Linked DNA regions of Sus scrofa: region 2 is linked to region 1. A link is a contact called in public Hi-C data. All regions are on one chromosome and are shown on one strand. Each heading gives the region's core, a stretch centred on a gene start, on an enhancer-like site or on the middle of the called end of the contact. The rest is flanking DNA. Distances are from core to core; before and after follow the strand shown.

Evidence for each region. A called contact is a pair of places that touch in the nucleus more often than the background predicts.
Region 2: a contact with region 1 is called in a Hi-C map of liver, with 5 times the contacts expected there. The contact joins the promoter of WSCD1 here to the enhancer-like site in region 1. A contact is called at or near these places in 2 of 5 promoter capture datasets (fetal liver and fetal skeletal muscle), 5 of 47 Hi-C or Micro-C datasets (embryonic fibroblasts, fetal liver, liver and 1 more) and 1 of 2 datasets of contacts at active chromatin or transcription factors (skeletal muscle).

The regions. Positions count from the first base shown.
Region 1 is chr12:50,922,185-50,926,694 of Sscrofa11.1, reverse strand. No RefSeq gene overlaps it. Among named protein-coding and RNA genes, the nearest start is that of AIPL1, 21 kb to the right of the region's middle. Within about 2 kb of position 2,229, at least 6 of the 83 cell types and tissues checked have an H3K27ac peak or open chromatin away from gene starts, as enhancers often do. A contact at or near this core is called in liver, where this site is marked.
Region 2 is chr12:51,196,759-51,201,464 of Sscrofa11.1, reverse strand. WSCD1 (WSC domain-containing protein 1) reads left to right here and starts at 3,163. Exons shown (of 9, transcript XM_005669148.3): 1 at 3,163-3,330.

The DNA.
Region 1 (4,510 bases), core at 980-3,479:
GGAATAGGGAAGGAAGGAATTCTCCCAGAGGCCCCAGAAGGAACACAACCCTGCCCGACCCTTGATTTTACTCCTCCGAGCCTCATTTCAGAGTTCAGATTCCCAGAGCTGTAAGATGACCGATACACCTGCGGGGCGATTCCTTTCAGCAGTCGCAGGCGATCGGTACAGTGAGAGCTGGGTGCAGAGGGCTGCCCTGCAAACAGTGTGGCCGTCAACCAGACAGGCCATGAAATCCCCCTGGAAAGAAGGCAGAGGAAACAAAACCTTGACCTCACTCTCCTGTGGGGACGAAGTTGGGAAGAACCCAACTGGAAGCCAGAGGGACCCACTGACATACCCACACAGGTCATCTCTGGAGCACAGGGCGCAGAGACAGATCTGAGAGAAAAGAGGAGACCCCTGTGCCACAGGGCTACCTGCAGAAGCCCTGAATTAGCTCACGTGTTGTATAAGAGTCAGGGGCCACGTGGCAGCCCTGAGAAAGAGCAGGATGCCTGCCCTCCAGCTGGGAAATGAGACTCACCCTTAACCCTCAGATCAGAACCAGAGAGATAGACTCAGCTTCCAGGGACAGGGAAGCTTTCAACAATCTAATAGGAGCCAGTCTGCAGGGGCCGTCAACTCAGAGGCCACCAGCCCTCCTCCTGTCTTAACCACCAATCCCAGCCCCGGCTACCCCCTCCCTCATGCCACACACCCTTCAAGGATGAGATTCTGCAGGATGGAGAGGAAAGCCCAGCTGGCCTGGCTTCCTCCCCGCCCCCAGCCTGGGTCTGGCCAACTGATACCATTTGTAGTATTGGTTGGGGACCTTTCAGGCCCTGCCCTAGAAACTAACGTTCACAGGCCAACTTGGCCGAAACAGAGCAGCCTTGCACTAGCCGCTAAGGCAACTGTGCACATGAGGACAAGCTACCCTTCCCTCAAGACACTTTTCTGCCATCTACTGGGCATCTGTAGTAACTGCACACATCCAAGATGACCATGCGGTAAACGCAGGTGGGGGGGGGGCTGGAATTGTGCAATGAGCAACCTGCACAACTCTAAGTGGCAGCCCACAGCCTTTCACACGACCCTCATCACAACTGGATGATAGTGATGGTGGCCTTCGGGAGTTTGTTATCTGTTTTTCCAGCCCCACCAAACTAGCATCAATGCCCCCCCAGCAAAGACTTCCCAGAACACACTGGGCTCTGCACTGTGGCAGTGAGAGGACATGGGGGACAATACACCATTGGGTTGTGTCTCTATGATGCTCAAGAATGAGAGAAATGGGAGTTCCTGTGGTGGCTCAGTGGTTAAAGAATCCAACTAGGAACCATAGGGTTTTGGGTTCAATCCCTGGCATCGCTCAGTGGGTTAAGGATCCTGCGTTGCCGTGAGCTGTGTGTAGGTTGCAGATGAGGTTAGATCCTGCACTGCTGTGGCTGTGGTGTGGGCCGGTGGCTACAGCTCCGATTTGACCCCTAGCCTGTGAACCTCCATATGCTGTGGGAGCGGCCCTAGAAATGAAAAAAAAAAAAAAAAAAAAAAAAAAGAATGAGTGAAATGAATTTATGGTGTCCAAGCTCAGAACAGGAGGGGGTGTGTGTTCACTCCAGACTGGTGTCATCAATACATCTGCCACTAATCCATATGGTGACTGAGCACCTGGATTCGGCTGGGCTCAACTGGGATGAGGTGTAAGCACCAAATAAATCTCAAAGACCTAGCATGAGAACTGGAGTGCCAAGTGTCTCGTGAATTGCAAAATGATACTTTTTCTTGACAGACTGGTTAAAATTAACGCCACTGAGTTCCTTTTTTCTTTTTCTTTTTGCTTTTTAGGGCTGCACCCACAGTACATGGAAGTTTCCAAGTTCCCGCCTAGGGGTCGCATCGGAGCTACACCTGCCAGCCTACACCACAGCTACAGCAACGTGGGATCCAAGCTGTGCCTGCAACCTACACCACAGCTCACAGCCACGCTGGATTCCTGACCCAGTGAGTGAAGCCAGGGATCGAATCCGCATCCTTATGGATACTAGTCAGCTTCGTTTCCACTGTGCCATGACAGGAACTCCCCCTTTTTGACTTTTTTAATGTGGCTCCTGGAAGGTCGTCAGTGACTTGCACGATCTTCCTGTTGGACAGAGCTGCCTCTCAGCTCTTCCTGCCCTGGCTCGGAGGGGAAGCTGGTGCCTCAGATATGGGCCTGGGTCATTCTGCAGGAGATCTCAGTGCACTGGGTGTCTGCCTGCTGGCTGAGCCCATCCAACTCTTCCTGAGGGAGCGTCTACCTAGGACATCTGGACAGGTTTGCAGAAGGTCTGGCTTCTTAGGGTACATGGGGGTCACACATAGGGAACAGGATCTTCAAAATTCTCTCTTCTTCCTCCTTTTCCCCCTCTTCCTCTCTTCCCCTCTCTGCACATCCATCTCCTTCCCCTCTCCCTTACCGACTTGCTTCCCTATTTCTAAGGCCACTGCCGACTGCTCCCCAGTGCTTACCAGGGTACCACCTGGGCAGAGACCCCACTGCCTCTGTCTTGGGTGTTTTTCTCCCAACTCTGCAAGGAGCTGGCAGCCTGCCTGAAGTCGCGTCCCACCCTGGACCACCAGCCCAGCCTAGGTCCCCTTCCTTTCTAACACGGGGACACCTACGGGCAGCCGGAGCTGGAGGCCAGGGCAGCTAAGCCTGTCAGCCAGGAGGCAGGCAGACCAGAAGCCTCATAAGAAATGCAGGAGAAGAATGCAGCGTGGATGGTTAAAAGACAGGGAGGAGGGAGGAGTTCCCTGGTGGCCTCAGGGTTAAGGACCTGACATTGTCACTGCTGTGGTGCACGTTCAAGCCCTGGCCTGGCTTCTGCATGCCCCAGAAGCGGCCAAAAAGAAAGAAAAGAAGAGAGAAAAACGGGAAAACTTACTAAAGAGTAAAGGAAAAAACTGGTGAAGCAGGAAGAAAATGCTGGGAGGCAAACTGAGTCACAAATTGTTAAGTGGGCTGGTGGTGAAAATGCTGCCTCCAAGCCAACACCTTTCATCCCAGCCCTGGATCTGTCACAGACTTGGTGTGGTAACCTTGGACGTGTCCCTTCTCATCACCAGCCCTAGGTTTCTCCACCTGCAAAATAAGCTGTTGGGCTAGATGATTTTTGACGGTCTTCACACAGCTAAGCCCCGAGATGCGGGTTTCATCCAGCAATGGACTCCTTCGGCCGCTCTTTCTGAGCTGCGGTGTGTGTGGAGGAGTCCAGATGCTGGGGATGCAGCAGGAAACAAAGCCGATGAAATTTTCTGCCCTCCAGAGACTGTCACACTCTGTGAGAGCTGCCAGCCTTGAGACTTCCGAGGAGAGACAAATGCTCCCCTCCATCTTCAAATGATATTTTTATTGGTGGCAGGAGGAAAGGCGAGATTCTTTGTTCATCAGATTCTCGCACTAATGAGAATACCTGAAGTAATGGAGCAATTGTAATTAGGGCAGCGACTCTGCACGTGCAAGATGGCCATAAATAAGAACGGGGCTTTAGCTAACCTTTCCTTGAAAGCCCTGAGAGGAGAGGGATGGGGGACGAGGCTGAGCAAGGGGCAGCCTCGCCCCAGAAACAGTGGAGGTCAAGGTGGTCCCTTGCTCAGGAGCCAATCAGTCAAGGTGAAATTCAAGACCGAGTCGACCGTGTGAGACACAGGAGGCCAGGGAAGAAGGGTGAAAACCAGGCATCCATGTGGCAGCTGTCAGAGGACTCAAACCTGGGCTGCCATGCTGTCATCACGCCGATGGTGGCCATGGGGAAGCCAGGGCTCCAGCACTTTCCATAGGGAATCTGTTATTTGGGGGAAATGGGAGCCAGGGAAGGCCCGGGTGCTCCCTCCACCCCCAACTCTCTCCACCCACTCCTGCTGCCTGGATCCCATGGGAGCAATGACCTTGCAGGAAATTAAAAGAAAGGCCAGCTCCGCTCTTTCGTCTGGGTCAGCCTCACCGCTGCCACTTACTGTGTGACCTGGGCAAGTGGCATCCCCACCCCAACTCCCCAAGGCTGAGGCTCCTCCGCCAAGTGACACCAGCACTGTCCACCGGGAAGCAGGGAGAAGGGACTCAGAAAGGGGCGCTGATTCGTCCGCAGGGCTCCCGCCAAGCCTCCTACAGAGCCCGCAATGTTGACAGTTGAACTCTTGGCTCAGTGCATCTGACTGACGTTGCCCGGCCATTCCTCGGGGACTGGGCGGTGGCTCTGCCTGTGACAAACAATAACTAGGCATGTGCTCCTATACCCCTCTGCCAGGCCATCAAGTTCAGGACACACACCAAGCCTCAGAAGCCCCTTCGAGCCGAGCCCTTCTCACGGCAGGGGGCTCTGCCACCCACGGGATCCACAGCTCCTGAGAGGGCCGGGGCCCAGCGGGCAGGAGAACGCTGATTCTAGACCCCACTTGTAGCCTCTGGGCCTGAATTCCCTGCCGCCCCACTAACCGTGTGGCCCTGCTCGTTTCTCTGCCCCTTGGCTTCCCTCCCCTCCCTCCA
Region 2 (4,706 bases), core at 1,914-4,413, 270 kb before region 1:
GAAACATATGTCATGCTTGTCACATCGCATTTTTCCAAAAAAAAAAAAAAAACCAATTAATTATTTATTTAATCAATATTTAGTGGGCATACCTATGTGCCAGGAATTAAGCTAGACACTAAGGATACAGTTCTGAATGAGATATTTCCGTAGCTTTGTGAGGGCTGAAATTCTAGCTGTGGGGCTGGGAGCATCTAGTAGAAGACAAACAATAAATAAATACACAAGGGAATGGTAGGGAATACATTTTATGCAGCCTGGGAACTGGACAGCGAGGCAGGTGCTTCAGCTGAGGCATCTGGGCAGGCCTCTGGGGAGGTGGCATTTGGAGGACAAGAAGGCTCCACAGCCTGTAGATCAAGAGAGCACTGCACAGGTGGCATATCTGGATTGATTTGCCCCAATCAAGAAATGCTAGCTCTTCCTCTCATGTTTACTCAAAGGCACTGTGTGTGTACTCTGTGGCAGACAATGTGTTTACACATTCACTGGGCATTTTATTGGATCCTTGCAAAGACCTGGGAATGGGCACGTTTTCTCTAATTTGCAGATGAAGATGCTGAGGCTCTGAGCAATGATGACTCGCTCAAGGTGAAAGAGCCATCTGGGGCTGGGGTCCGCCCCTGCCTGGGCTTTCGTCCTGCTGCCTGTGACTATTCAATGCTGTCTTTGTCAACACAACGCGTACATGTGGGGTAGATGATAAATGACTCGTTAAATGACTATTTTTGAAGGTTGATGACTAAGTGAGCCCCCTGTGGGGGCTGGGGTGACGGTGGAGATCACCATGGTGGTGGCTCAGGCTTGCTCCACAGGTGTCCATTGGTGTCAGCGAGGGCTCAGGCAGCCAGTCATGGTCTCTCCTCTGCCCCAGCCGCCCCTGACCTTGCACCGGTTATGTCGTTACTGGTAATTCCCCCGACACTGTGTTTCATGCTTCCTCGCCTTCACACAGGATGCCTCCTTGGTCTGGAATGGTTCCTGCTCCCTCTGACCCAGATGATGCTCCACTTCTCCTTCAGGAGTGAGCTGAAATGTCACCTCCTCCTTGAAGCCGTCCCCGAATTCCTCCAAACCGATGTCGTGAATCTTTTGGTTTCCTATGCACCATGCGCATATATGGTACACACAGCTAGCTGCCTTCCTGACAGCCATTACCCAGCTAGTTCTTTGCGAACAGAGGAGCAATTCTGACTAAGTGGTGATGTGCCTGAAGGTGTAGCCTCCTCACTGAGCTAGCAGATCTCCTCTTCTGTGCTACGTTATCCCTCTGGGTCTGTTTCCTTGCCAAGTTCTCCATGCAGCAAACTCCTCGAGGGGACTGGCTCTTCTTTTCAGAGTCTCCAGTGTTCAGTGCAAAATCTAACACAAAATGGGTGCCTTTCTCAGTGAACAAATGAAAAGATATATAGATGGATGGATGGATGGATGGATGGATGGATGGATGGATGGATGTGTAAGCCAGCAGGTGACGTGAAGCTTGGAGGGAACGTAAATACTTGGGATGCAATCACTGAGCTCCAAAAAGAGGAGAAGATGGAGGAGTTCCCGTCATGGCTCAGTGGTTAATGAATCCTACTGGGAACCATGAGGTTTCGGGTTTGATCCCTGGCCTTGCTCAGTGGGTTGGGGATCCGGTGTTGCCATGAGCTGTGGTGTTGGTCATAGATGCGACTCGGATCCTGCATTGGTGTGGCTGTGGCATAGGCCGGAAGCAACAGCTCCCACTAGACTCCTAGCCTGGGAACCTCCATATGCTGCGGGTGTGGCCCTAAAAGGACAAAAGACAAAAGACAAAAAAAAAAAAAAAAAAAAAAAGACGATGGAGCCAGGAGCTGAGCACAGGAGGTGGGATTGGTCCAAGAGTATAGACCCAGACTAGAGAGGGAGGGAGAGGGACGTTACTCAGCAATAACTGGACGTGTGTCAGCTCCCTCGTGGGAGCACCATAGAAACCCCTGTGATATTAAAATATCTTCCCCTAATTGCTTCTGGGACATGGACAGAGATGGTATGCAAATGCCTATCAAAGAGGCCACGGGTGTTGAGCGGCAGAGGGTGGGACTGGGGTTGGTGGGCTTCTTCATCAGGCCTGGACCAGGTGACTTCTCACACTCTCTTCTCTGTCACCATTGCCACAGAGGAGGACCTGCTCCCAACCCTGAAACACTTCTGGCCATTCAGACACCTTCTAGGTGGTCCAAGCTGCAGGACCCAAGCCCTTCTCCACTGCTTCCTAGATTGTTTAATGCATCTGCTTTGTCAGCATCTCTCGCAGATTCAGCAGGTGCTCCTGTTTCCCACACAGAGGCCTTGGGGTGTGCCCCCGCAGGGCTTTGTAAAGCAGGTATAGTGTGACATGGGGCACAGAAATGGCACAGATGCCCCAAAGCCTTTTTGTACCTTTCCTTGCGGTAGCTCTCCTTCCCTGGTGGCAGCCACTCCTCAACATGAGTCTCCTCTCCCAAGTGGCTGCTGCAGGACAGTGCCTGGCCTCCTCCCAGAGGAGGCAGCTTGAGTTCCCGGGGGCTCTACCTGTTGTAATATGCACACCACCTTCCGGCCTCAGGAACTTCAGCTGCCAAGTGGGCAGGTGAAGGCCCGCACCACCTATCACGAGTTTTAAGTGAGACCACGGGTGTGAAAGAGTTAGGACTAGCTTCGCTGGCACGAGATGTGTGCGGGGCACTGGGCCCATGCTTAGAAGGACTCTGCCCTGAATTTAGTCTTCTGTTCTCATCTCTTGAAATTCTTAATCCTTTTTGAACAAAGGGCCCATTTTGCATGGGGCTCCACAAATTAGGTAGCTGGTTCTGGAGAGGGCTTTGAAAATTGAAACACACTGCAAAAAATGTATAGTGGGTTATTGGTGTTAGTAATAATAGCCACACACACATTCACACTCCCAAAGGGACATGTACAGGGCCTTTTCTGGAAGCCAGTATTGCCCCTCACTGCCTGTGCCCTCTCCCAGTTCTGCCAAGGGTTCCAGCGCTGCTAACCCTTATCCTCAGGAGCTGACTCTGCTGATTTGGGCACTTGACCCGACTAGCTGGGCAAACCCAAGGAAGTCCCTTTCCCCTCTGGGTGACCTCCGTAAAGCGGAGCTCTGACTGGTCCCCAGGCTAATCCTTTCCCTGCCCGCCCGCCCTCCACCTGTTGAAAATGGGCTCCTCTGAGCCTTGCCAAGCAGCGCTGCCCCTAGCGGGAGTCGGAGGCACGGAACTCCCTTTCAGGAAGACTTGGTTACAGCCATGCCTTCCCCACCTGCTCCCGCAGCCTCTGCTGGTCCTCAGCCGCCCGCGTGAGCATCTCAGGAGCTAGCCCTGGGTGAGGACAGGGTCCACCAATGCACCAGACAGGGCAGGGGTGGCACTATGGCTTGGGGACTTCTGGGCAGCAAGAGTCGGGTGTGGAGGGGAAATCCTCAAGGCTGGATCCAGCGCTTATTTTAAAAGGGGATTGTGTCCAGTAGCGTGGTTGTATGTCTGTGTGTCTGTGTCAGCACCCATCCACCTTAGTGTTATGTGTGTGTCTGTGTGTGTACCTGTGGGGCACTGTCTATACAAAAGTGTGTCTATCAGTGGACTCCGGGGTGTGGGTCTGTCACCATAGTTCTTGTGGGGCAGTGTAGCTGGTGGCAGAGCCCTGAGTGTGTAGGCATGGGAGATGTTGTCAGTGTATTTGTCCTGTGGGATAGTGATTCTGTGGGTGACTGTCTCGGACAATGCGTGTGTGCGTGTGCATGCATAAGGACGTGGGTGACAGTGTCTAGCTCTGCATGGGACAGTGATCCAGTGTATGTCTGCCTCTGTGAGTTGGTATCAGGATGCTACAAACTGGGTGGTGTGTACATGTGTGCCCGACACAGTGTCCCAGTTTGTTTCTGAACGATTGGGACAGAACCCAGTGTGTGTGTTGTGTGTGTGCATGTGGGTGTCAGAGTGTCTCTGAAGCACTGGTTCAGTGTGTTTGTATCCATGTGCGCCTGTTCCTGTGTGTTTGGGCAAGTGTGGCAGCGAGCTCCTGTGTGTGGTAGTGCCCAGTGTGTTTGCGTAGACGAGTGTTGGTGTGCGCGCCAATGGATTCGCCTGGTGTGTGAGACTGTTTGTGTGTGTGTAGGTGTCAGCGTCTTTGCACGGCAGCAATGCGTGTCGCCGCGCCCGGGTCGGCTGGTTCCGCGGATTTGGGCTGGGGGTGGGCCACGACCCCTCCCACGGGTGGCGGGCGGCGGGCTGGCCGGCGCCTCTAGGACCCGGCGGCGGCCGGCCGCTGTCCCCGGGCCGCGCGAGTGAGCATGTGCAGAGCCGGGCGCCCGCTAGCCTGCCGCCCGCCACCCGCCGCTTGCCGCCCGCCGCCCGCTTGGCGCCCGCTAGCTCCGTCGCCGCACCTCAGCCCGGACGTCCGCAGCCCAGGGAGCCAGGCGGCGGCGCCCTGTGCCCAGGGCGCGTCCGGCCGCTCCTCGCCGCGGGCCGCCCGGGGACGTGTGGGCGCCGAGGGCGCTTGGGCTCTGAGCACTGCGGGGCTGCGGGCTCGGCGCCCCGGGGAGGCGGGCGCGTGGCCGCCAGAGCGAGTGCCCCAGCCAGCTGCGATCGCGGGGTGAGTGCGGTCCCCGGTGCCCCAGCCGGGACCCCAGCGCGGGCTGCGGGCAGGGTTCCCCCAGCCGCGGGCCAACAAGTTTGTGTAGACGCGGCTGGGAGCGCGGC